Regions from separate parts of the Hordeum vulgare genome. Here regions 1 and 3 are each linked to region 2. A link is a contact called in public Hi-C and HiChIP or PLAC-seq data. All regions are on one chromosome and are shown on one strand. The core of a region is the stretch at or near the end of the contact, and the rest is flanking DNA. Distances in the headings are between cores, read along the strand shown. Region 1 holds the start of LOC123428620 (gamma-tubulin complex component 2). Region 2 holds the start of LOC123427162 (ABC transporter F family member 4-like). Region 3 holds the start of LOC123430486 (BTB/POZ domain-containing protein At2g24240-like).

Region 1 (2,818 bases), core at 102-2,601, 230 kb before region 2:
GATTAGCCAAACCCAAATATATCCTCCCTTTTTTGGCATGGTCACAGCTTACCTGGAGTGCAAGGTCCATTGAAGAATCAATCTGGAAGACAACATATCCCTCCTTTCCGCGTACTCTCTTAATGGAAATGTATCTTCCCTCAATACCCACCAGAGCTGATAGCAAATCATCAATAACTAAAAGCTCCTGCATTTCAAACAGGGCAGTTACAATGAATAAAGTTGTTACGCAATGCAGTTGATTGCAAAAGCTCCATCAATTTAGCATTTCTAACTGAAAGTACAGATGTTAAGCCTCACTGGATGGCTATTTTCGGAAATGGTGTGGAAATTCAGCAATGTTATGTGGTCTTATTACAGTGAATGTTATACATCATTTCCTAAAGCACCACAAACATACCAACCCATATGCTCTAAATGCAAAACTGAAACCACATTGGACCAGAAACTGCATATTTCCTTTCCAAAAAAAAACTGCATATTTGTAAAAGAGACTGCTATCTCAAACTGTTTTTTATCTACACCAGATTGGCCATCCGATCCAAAAAATAATGATGATGCCTAAGTAAGAATCATTGCATTACTGGAAATAAAGAGGGCATATCAATTGCTGAAATCCAGGAAGTAGAAAATCTCAAAAAGCACAATCCCATACATCAATGGAACTCCCTGCACAGTGGCTACAATCACAACCAGCGATCAACAAAGATTTAAAGTTCACATACTGTAAAAAAACAAAAACAAAAACAAACCAAAATCCTTCTAATTACCAAATCAATGAGCTCAAATTCAAAATAAAAACCTTCTAATTAGCAAATCACTGAGCTCAAATTCAAAATCAAAACCCTAGACCCAGTTTTACAAACAGTACAAGTGAAGCCAAGCTCCAATTTCGCCGGTTGAACTATTTCAAAATTCCGCTTACCTGCACAGAAACAGCGTACGACCCGAGGACACTCCCAGCGCCGCCGCCAGCTCCGCGGCTGCAGATTCAAACCAACTCCAGGCATCAGAGGACACCCGAGGCAACAGAACCACGAGGCAACCGTCCACAAGACACGAATTTATCCGGCATACGTACCTGAAGGAGTCGATAGAGAAAGGCTTGGATCCGGGCGCCTGCGACGCCGCGGACACCTTCGCCTCCTGCCATGGCACGAGGGGGGGATGTGAGGCCGGCGCAGCAATACTGGAGGGGCGGGTTGGGTATTGCTGGCAAGAGGAAGGACGTACCTGGTGGAACCGTCCGGTGAGGTAGGGGCGCTCCAGGTTCCAGCGAGGGGTCGCCGGCGCGGGATCCATTTCGGGGTGGGCAGGGAGAGGAGCGGTGGCGACTGGCGACGGGGACAAGCGTGGAAGATGAGTCGAGCTAGGACAGATCCCGGCCGTTTGTTTGAAATCAACGGTACACGCCCGTCAAGCAATTGATGCTTTGTGTGGAAGCACTTTTTTTTAAAAGACTACTAATAATACTATGCGAAACCTTTTCCGCGAGTGCGCCGGCCAAAACGTTCGGCCGGTCGCGTGACTGTCGTTCGATCCCCTAGATCCAGCATGTGTCCAGCTCACCGCGTCTTCCTTTTCAGTTTTTTTTTTTTGCCTTACCTTCTTCTTCCTTCCTCTCCCCCTTTCCCCCTGCAACCTCAGGCGTCGTCGGTGAGCGCCGCGGCTTCTCCATCGGCAGTCGCCGCGCCTGACGGCGGTGACCGAGGGTGACCACGCGAGATGTTGCAGCCGGGACGACGGTTGAAACTTTTTCCACATACGGTTGAAGCTTTTTCTGTCAACGTTTGCAACTTTCCCTCGTTGAAGTATTTGGTTGAAGCTTTTTTTTCTTAACGGTTGAAGATTTTCTATATACGGTTGAAATTTTTTGCTTTCATGATCGAAGCTTTTTTTAACGTTTGAAACCTTTTCCGTTTTTGAGCAGCACTTGGTTAAAGTTCTCTCTATCATTTGGTTGAAACTTTTTCTATCTAAGGTTGAAGCATTTGGTGTGAGCGGATGTATCTTTCCCTGATTCGCACTGCCAGTTGAAGCTTTTTCCATTTAGGGTTGAAGCTTTTTCATCTGGGGGTTGAAGCTTTTTTTCAGCGTTTTGCAACACAGGGGGGTGAGGTGCGACCGACGGGCATGAGCAGGTGCGAGTGCGCCGGCGAGCGGTGGGGGCAGCGAATGGTCTGGGCGAGCTGAGTCCCGGAGCGCAGGGTAGCTGGGGCGGCGAGCGTCTGGACGAGCTGAGTCGCGGAGCTGCATCCATGGTGCTTCGACGGGCGGCCGAGGAGGCGAGCGGTCGGGGACGAGTTGCATCCATGAAGCTCCAACCGGCGGCCAGGGGGCGAGCTGAGTGCCGGAGCGCGGAGCGGCCCAGACGGGGCGGTCAGCATGGCGAGCGCTCAGGGAGACGAGAAGAAGGTAAAAAAAAACAGCAGAGGAACTTTGATCTGACGGTGTCGCATAGCAGATCGGGCTGCTGAGGACAGACCGACCGAAAACATTCGGCCGGCGCACCGGCTCCGAGTGTTGCCCTAATACTATTCTCTCCGTCTCAAAATAAGTGTCGCAAATTTAATATTAAATTAGTATGAATATAATACTAAAGTAGCGACACTTATTTTGAAACGGAGGGAGTACTTTTCTTTATTCCTATGACAAGCATTTTTTTGAAGATGGTTGGCAACCTCCGCCTCAAGTGCTTTCTCGGTGCTGCACTGGATGGTGATCGTACTGTTTGGCCATGGCATCTTCAGTTGAAGGTATGTGTATGAGGGGTATCACCATGATTTTACATAGGCGGACATGTCGAGGATGGCTCTCT
Region 2 (2,711 bases), core at 138-2,637:
ATCTCGACAACTAGGGTACACTCCCCTCACGTGTCCAAACACACGTGTATCCGAAAATTTGGAGATGTCATAACTGTGGCAGATAAGTTTATAAATGTATCTTCCATGTGTGCAATAAACAATTAACTATCATTGACGCAAATAACCCTCCATAAACTCCACCCATGACCTTATGTTATCATCACATTGTTTAAACATAACATTTGCACTAACAACTCCGCCATAACACAAAAAACCCTAAATTCATATTTAAACCCTTAGCCACCACAAAAGGAGTACCCTAAATTTACACCTACAACCCCGCCATAACACAAAAAACCTAGATTCATATTAAATCCCTTAGCCACCGCAAAAGGAGCACCCTAAATTTACACCTACACCCCTTGGCACACTAAAACACCCTATTTTCATGTATTAAACTCTCATTGACATAGAAAAAGGTCATATATTCATATTTACAACCCCGAGGCACCACCAAAGTACCATTCATTCACATTTAAACCCTACATATCACCATAAGTATTCCTGGATTCACATTTTGAACCCTAGCCACCTCCATAATTTTGCATTTATGACCCCATCAAGCTTTGTGATCAGAGGTTTATATGTTGCCATCTCTATCTTTAGTAGACATCTATAGTATATAAAGAAAAATCGTAGAAAAAGAATCCTACACAAATCTACTGGCCACCTTTTATTCTCACCAAATCGTTTGAAATGGTTTTTTTACATCACAACTTCAAAACCCACTAATATTGCCTTGGGTACATGTTGTTACCCTCCCGCTAGCAAAAGTCAAACTTTGCATAAAACTACCTGTCACCTAACGTTTTGTTTCTATCTTTAGCACACGTTCATAGCATACGTGAGAAGTTTTACTCCGATTGTCATCTTTTATTCTCGTCCATTCGTTCAAAAGAAAAACATTACACCACAAACCACAAACTTCTTAAATTACTCAAGGTTTTACATATATACCCGTAGCCACCAACAAAATACTCCAATTCTACACTGAAAACCCTACCAGCCACCTAACAATTTGTCTTTATCTCTAGGAGGCATTTATAGCATACCTTGAAAAGATTTATCATAATTACCCTATTTTATTCTAGGCCGTCCATTCAAAACAGAGAACCTCGCATCACAACCCTCAAATTACCCGGGTTTCACGTTCACAACCCTAGCCACCAGCAAAATACCCCAATTTCACACTCAACACCCCAGCCCACACAAATATTACGATATTCGCTATTTATAGCAGGCATTTATAACGTAGCTGGAAAAGATTTACCCGTGCGAGTATAAGTACCCCACGTCTGGCCCAGACCGAACCCACAACCCAAAGCGGGTAAAACCGTCCGCACCACGACTCGCGGATGGAGAGAGAGCGAGAGAGTAGGGTGGGGTAGGGTAGGGGAGGAGAGAGAGGAGGGAAAAAATTGAAGTAGAAATCCCGTTCGTCTCTATCGCCAAAACTCCCCCCCAAACTACCCACCCAAAGCTTTCGTGCTCCCGTCTCCCCCCCCCCTCCGCCCACGACCCCCTCCTTCCCGAAACCCTAACCACCTCCACCGGCTAGATCCTTCCACCGTCCCCCGATTGGGGCGGGGACCGAGCCCTCCCCGCTGATGGCGTCGGGGGGCGCGCAGATGGAGGTCGAGCGGCGGCTGCGCGACGTCGCCGCGCGCTTCGTCTCGCTCCCGGAGTCCAACAAGGAGCTGCAGGCGTTGCTCGAGGTGAGCGCCCAGGCGAATTCGAATCACTGCTTTTTTTTTTCTGGTTGCCTTCGCTGTTATCAGTGCTCTCGTATCCCTCGATATTTTATACTTTTTAGATAAGGTTAGAGATTTATCGCCTCCCGGCCCCTGCGCAGAATCACTGCCTTTGCCTTTCGCTGTTATCACTGTTTTTGTTTGGTAGGAGAGTAGTCACAAGGACAAGTTACCCTTGCAGTGCTATTATTTATTTAGCGTTAGATTGTACCCTAACTGGTTAGTTACAGGGATTGATTGCTATTTTGATTCCTAGACTAGATACTCACAATTGATGTTCCGTTTATGCAGGAAGCAGAGATCTGGTTGTCCAGGGTGGACCAGGCGCCACCCGAAAGCATGCGCACTGCTCTTCAGCCCATGATGCATGCTTTGGTCAGAGATGATCTGCTAAACCACCCTGACCCGGGGGTCAAGGTTGGTATAGCATGTTGCCTAACTGAGGTTACCAGGGTCACCGCACCAGACCCCCCTTACGAGGATAACGTGATGAGGGTGAGTCTTCTCATGATGAAACATTGTAACTTGGCGGCTAACCCTTCTACTTACTTGGCGGCTAACCCTTCTATTTACTTGGCGGCTAACCCTTCTATTTATTTGGCGGCTTCAGGGTGTGTTCACAGTGGTTGTGGACGCTTTTGGCAAGCTGGATGATGCCCAAAGCCCATTGTTTGCAAAGCGAGTTTCCATGCTGGAAACCATTGCCAAGGTCAGGTCTTGCGTCCTAATGTTGGACCTTGAGTGTGATGACTTGATCCAGGAAACATTCACACACTTTTTCAGGATCGTAAGGTGTGGAACTTGTTCTTCTCTTCTTTTTAGTTTCATAGCTTATGTATATGTTATTTTGTGTGGGGAATAGTTTCTTTATATGTTATTTTGTGTTCTTCTGTATATGTTATTTTGTGCGGGGAATAGCTTTTGTATATGTTCAGTATG
Region 3 (2,700 bases), core at 199-2,698, 190 kb after region 2:
ATAAAAAATGGAAGCAATTTTGTAATAGTCAAACGGATTATCTATAGGTAAGTAAGAGATAATTAGTCAGGAAGATTGTTCATAGCTTAGTAAAATATAATTAGTCAAGCAAATTATCAAGCAATTTTGTAATAGTCAAGCAAATTGACAACCAATTTTGTAAGAGATAATTAGTTCTACTTTCGATTTGCATAATGTGTAGAAGTAAAGCTTTTCTTTGAACACACCTGGAGTCTCAGTGGAATCTTATTGTTTTGGATTATAGCATACACATAATTTACGGCAAAGAAATAAACTTTGTATAATGTAAGGATATATTTTTCTAAATACAATCATAATTTTTTTCTTGAGTTATAATATTGTTTTGATCAATATGTTTGTTGACCGTAGCAATGCACGAGCATTCAATTACATAATATATTTTCTTCCTATAAGATAATTGATGCGTTTTTGACATAACAACGCACGTGTTGTTGAAACAAATGAAGTCCCTTTTTTTTTAATGAAAGGGGTCGCCCCTTGCCTCATTTTATTAAACGAAGCAGAACAGACCACAGCACAGCCCAAGTATTGCCAGCATCTAAAACAAAACTAAAAAAACACCCACCAAATCAGGCAAGACACACAGGAAATGTCCTAAATAATGGCAAGAACCGAAACCACTTAAAACTCGCTAGCAGGAAGAGATCAAACAACAATTCTATGGCCTGAAACACAGCTAAACAGTCTACCACTTTTATTATTACAAGCCGGAGATCAATCAGAAGCTTGAGTCCATGCTATTCGTAGTAGCTTCCTTCGATGCTTGTCCAGCAACAGGATGAATCTCTTCAGCACGTCTGCTTGTGCAGTGTCGCAGAACACCAACCATTGTTGTAAAATGTAAAGTCCTTCTTAACTTGACAAGGCCGCAGCCTAGACCCCTTCATGTGCGCCCCGAAAGCAAAAATCATTCCCCAATATCCAATGAAGTCCCATTAATCCCCGTGGAATCCACACAAAAGCCCCAACGACCGCAGAGAGGGAAACAAACGTGCAGTGCAGGCCGCCGAGTCGCCGTGCCAGTTCCCAGCCACGATCCCGACAGGAGCAGGAAAAGAGGGGAAACAGGCAAACAGAAAGTAGCGGAAAAACAGAAGCAGGCAGGCAGGAAGATTCCGCGCCGGCCGTGCGATTGCGATGATTGGATTCGGAAGGGTCGCCCTGCTGAATTCTCCCACGAGAGTTGGAGATGCTCGCCCATGTCAGGTCGGTACTCGGTAGTCGCCAACGTTTCGGCAGTTGCGCCTACCGGTGGCGTTGTACCGTCCGAACGTGCGCCGGTCTAAGCCTAAGTGCTGCTCAGCTCAGCTCAGGTCGGGCCGAGTACGTACGTGGTGGTGTTGCCTCGAACCCGCGACTGCGCGGCGACTTCTCCTCCGTTCCTCTTGCTTAGATTATCAAAATCGAAATGCATGTAGTACGACTGGACTAGGTTCGGGCAGGAGCTCAAAAAATTCCATTCGGGAGAGAAGCGGAGACTTGTGACTTGTCATCCGTTAGAACGCCGTCGTCAGTCGTCACGCCAAAGCAAGCAGCGGTGCAGCACCATCTCTTGCCCCCCCCTCCCTCCACTCCGTCCGTCCCGCCACAACAAAAAACAACAGCAGCCAATCAAGGCTGCGTACACATAACTAGTCTCCCAATCCGCTCCTCACCCAACCCCCCCAACCCCATTCCCCACCCGATCCTCCTCTCGCCGGCGGGATCGATTCGATCGAGGTTGATCGGGGGAGAGCGAATGGCGCGGTGATCGCCCGGTCGGTCGGCTCGATGGCGGCGAGGCCGGGTGGAGGCGGGCGCGTGCGCTTCAACGTGGGCGGGCAGGCGTTCGAGACCACCACCACCACGCTCGCCAACGCCGGCCGCGACTCCATGCTCGGCGCGCTGCTCGACGCCTCCTGGAACGTGCCCTGCGCCTCCGACGGAGGGGAGGACGCGGCGGCCGAGTACTTCATCGACCGCAACCCGGCGTGCTTCGCGGTGCTGCTCGACCTGCTCCGCACGGGCAGCCTCCACGTCCCGCCGCACCTCCCGGAGAAGCTGCTCTACCGGGAGGCGCTCTACTACGGCCTCCTCGACCACGTCCGCGCCGCGCGCTGGGGGAGCTTCGACGGCGACCGCCTGCGCCTCGCGTCCTCCGTGCCCGGCCGCGCCCCCGGGGACGGGACGGCCGTCCGGGCCGCGCCCGACGGCGGCTGTTGCGTCGCGCACGGGGGCGCCGTGCACGTCTACAACTGGATGCTCGACGAGCGCCGCCCCGTCTCGCTCGACCACTCGCAGGTCAACGACGTCGCCTACCTCGACGCGGCCACGCTGCTCATCGCCGCGCGCGAGCACCTCGGCAAGTGCGACGGCGGGATGGCCGTCTTCTCCGCCGTCTCCGGGGACCTCCGTCACCGCTTCCGCGTCCAGCACGACCGCCAGGCCAAGTCCTTCACCGCCGGCGCGCTGGCCTTCGACAGGGACTCGAGGATCTTCGCCAGCTGCAAGGGCCGCCTCAACGAGTACGGCGTCGGCGTCTGGGACAGCGCCACCGGCGAGCAGGCTGACTTCTTCTACGAGCCCCCCGGCTGCGCCCTGGGCGACGCCGACAGGCTCCAGTGGCTGGACGCAACCAACGCGCTCATGGTGGCCACGCTGTTCCCCAAGACGGACAAC

What was found. A called contact is a pair of places that touch in the nucleus more often than the background predicts. HiChIP or PLAC-seq counts read pairs in DNA pulled down with a chosen protein or histone mark.
Region 1: a contact with region 2 is called in a Hi-C map of leaf, with 3 times the contacts expected there. The contact joins the promoter of LOC123428620 here to the promoter of LOC123427162 in region 2. A contact is called at or near these places in 3 of 6 Hi-C or Micro-C datasets (leaf and seedling) and 1 of 1 datasets of contacts at active chromatin or transcription factors (embryo).
Region 3: an H3K4me3 HiChIP or PLAC-seq map of embryo shows a contact between it and region 2, with 4 times the contacts expected there. The contact joins the promoter of LOC123430486 here to the promoter of LOC123427162 in region 2. A contact is called at or near these places in 4 of 6 Hi-C or Micro-C datasets (leaf and seedling) and 1 of 1 datasets of contacts at active chromatin or transcription factors (embryo).

Annotation. Positions count from the first base shown.
Region 1 is chr2H:548,273,842-548,276,659 of MorexV3_pseudomolecules_assembly, reverse strand. LOC123428620 (gamma-tubulin complex component 2) reads right to left here and starts at 1,351. Exons shown (of 23, transcript XM_045112832.1): 1 at 1,082-1,351; 2 at 926-983; 3 at 53-187. The coding sequence starts at 1,302.
Region 2 is chr2H:548,042,776-548,045,486 of MorexV3_pseudomolecules_assembly, reverse strand. LOC123427162 (ABC transporter F family member 4-like) reads left to right here and starts at 1,387. Exons shown (of 12, transcript XM_045111134.1): 1 at 1,387-1,736; 2 at 2,064-2,267; 3 at 2,383-2,564. The coding sequence starts at 1,629.
Region 3 is chr2H:547,855,590-547,858,289 of MorexV3_pseudomolecules_assembly, reverse strand. It overlaps LOC123430486 (BTB/POZ domain-containing protein At2g24240-like), which reads left to right and starts at 1,448. Exons shown (of 1, transcript XM_045114355.1): 1 at 1,448-2,700. The coding sequence starts at 1,813.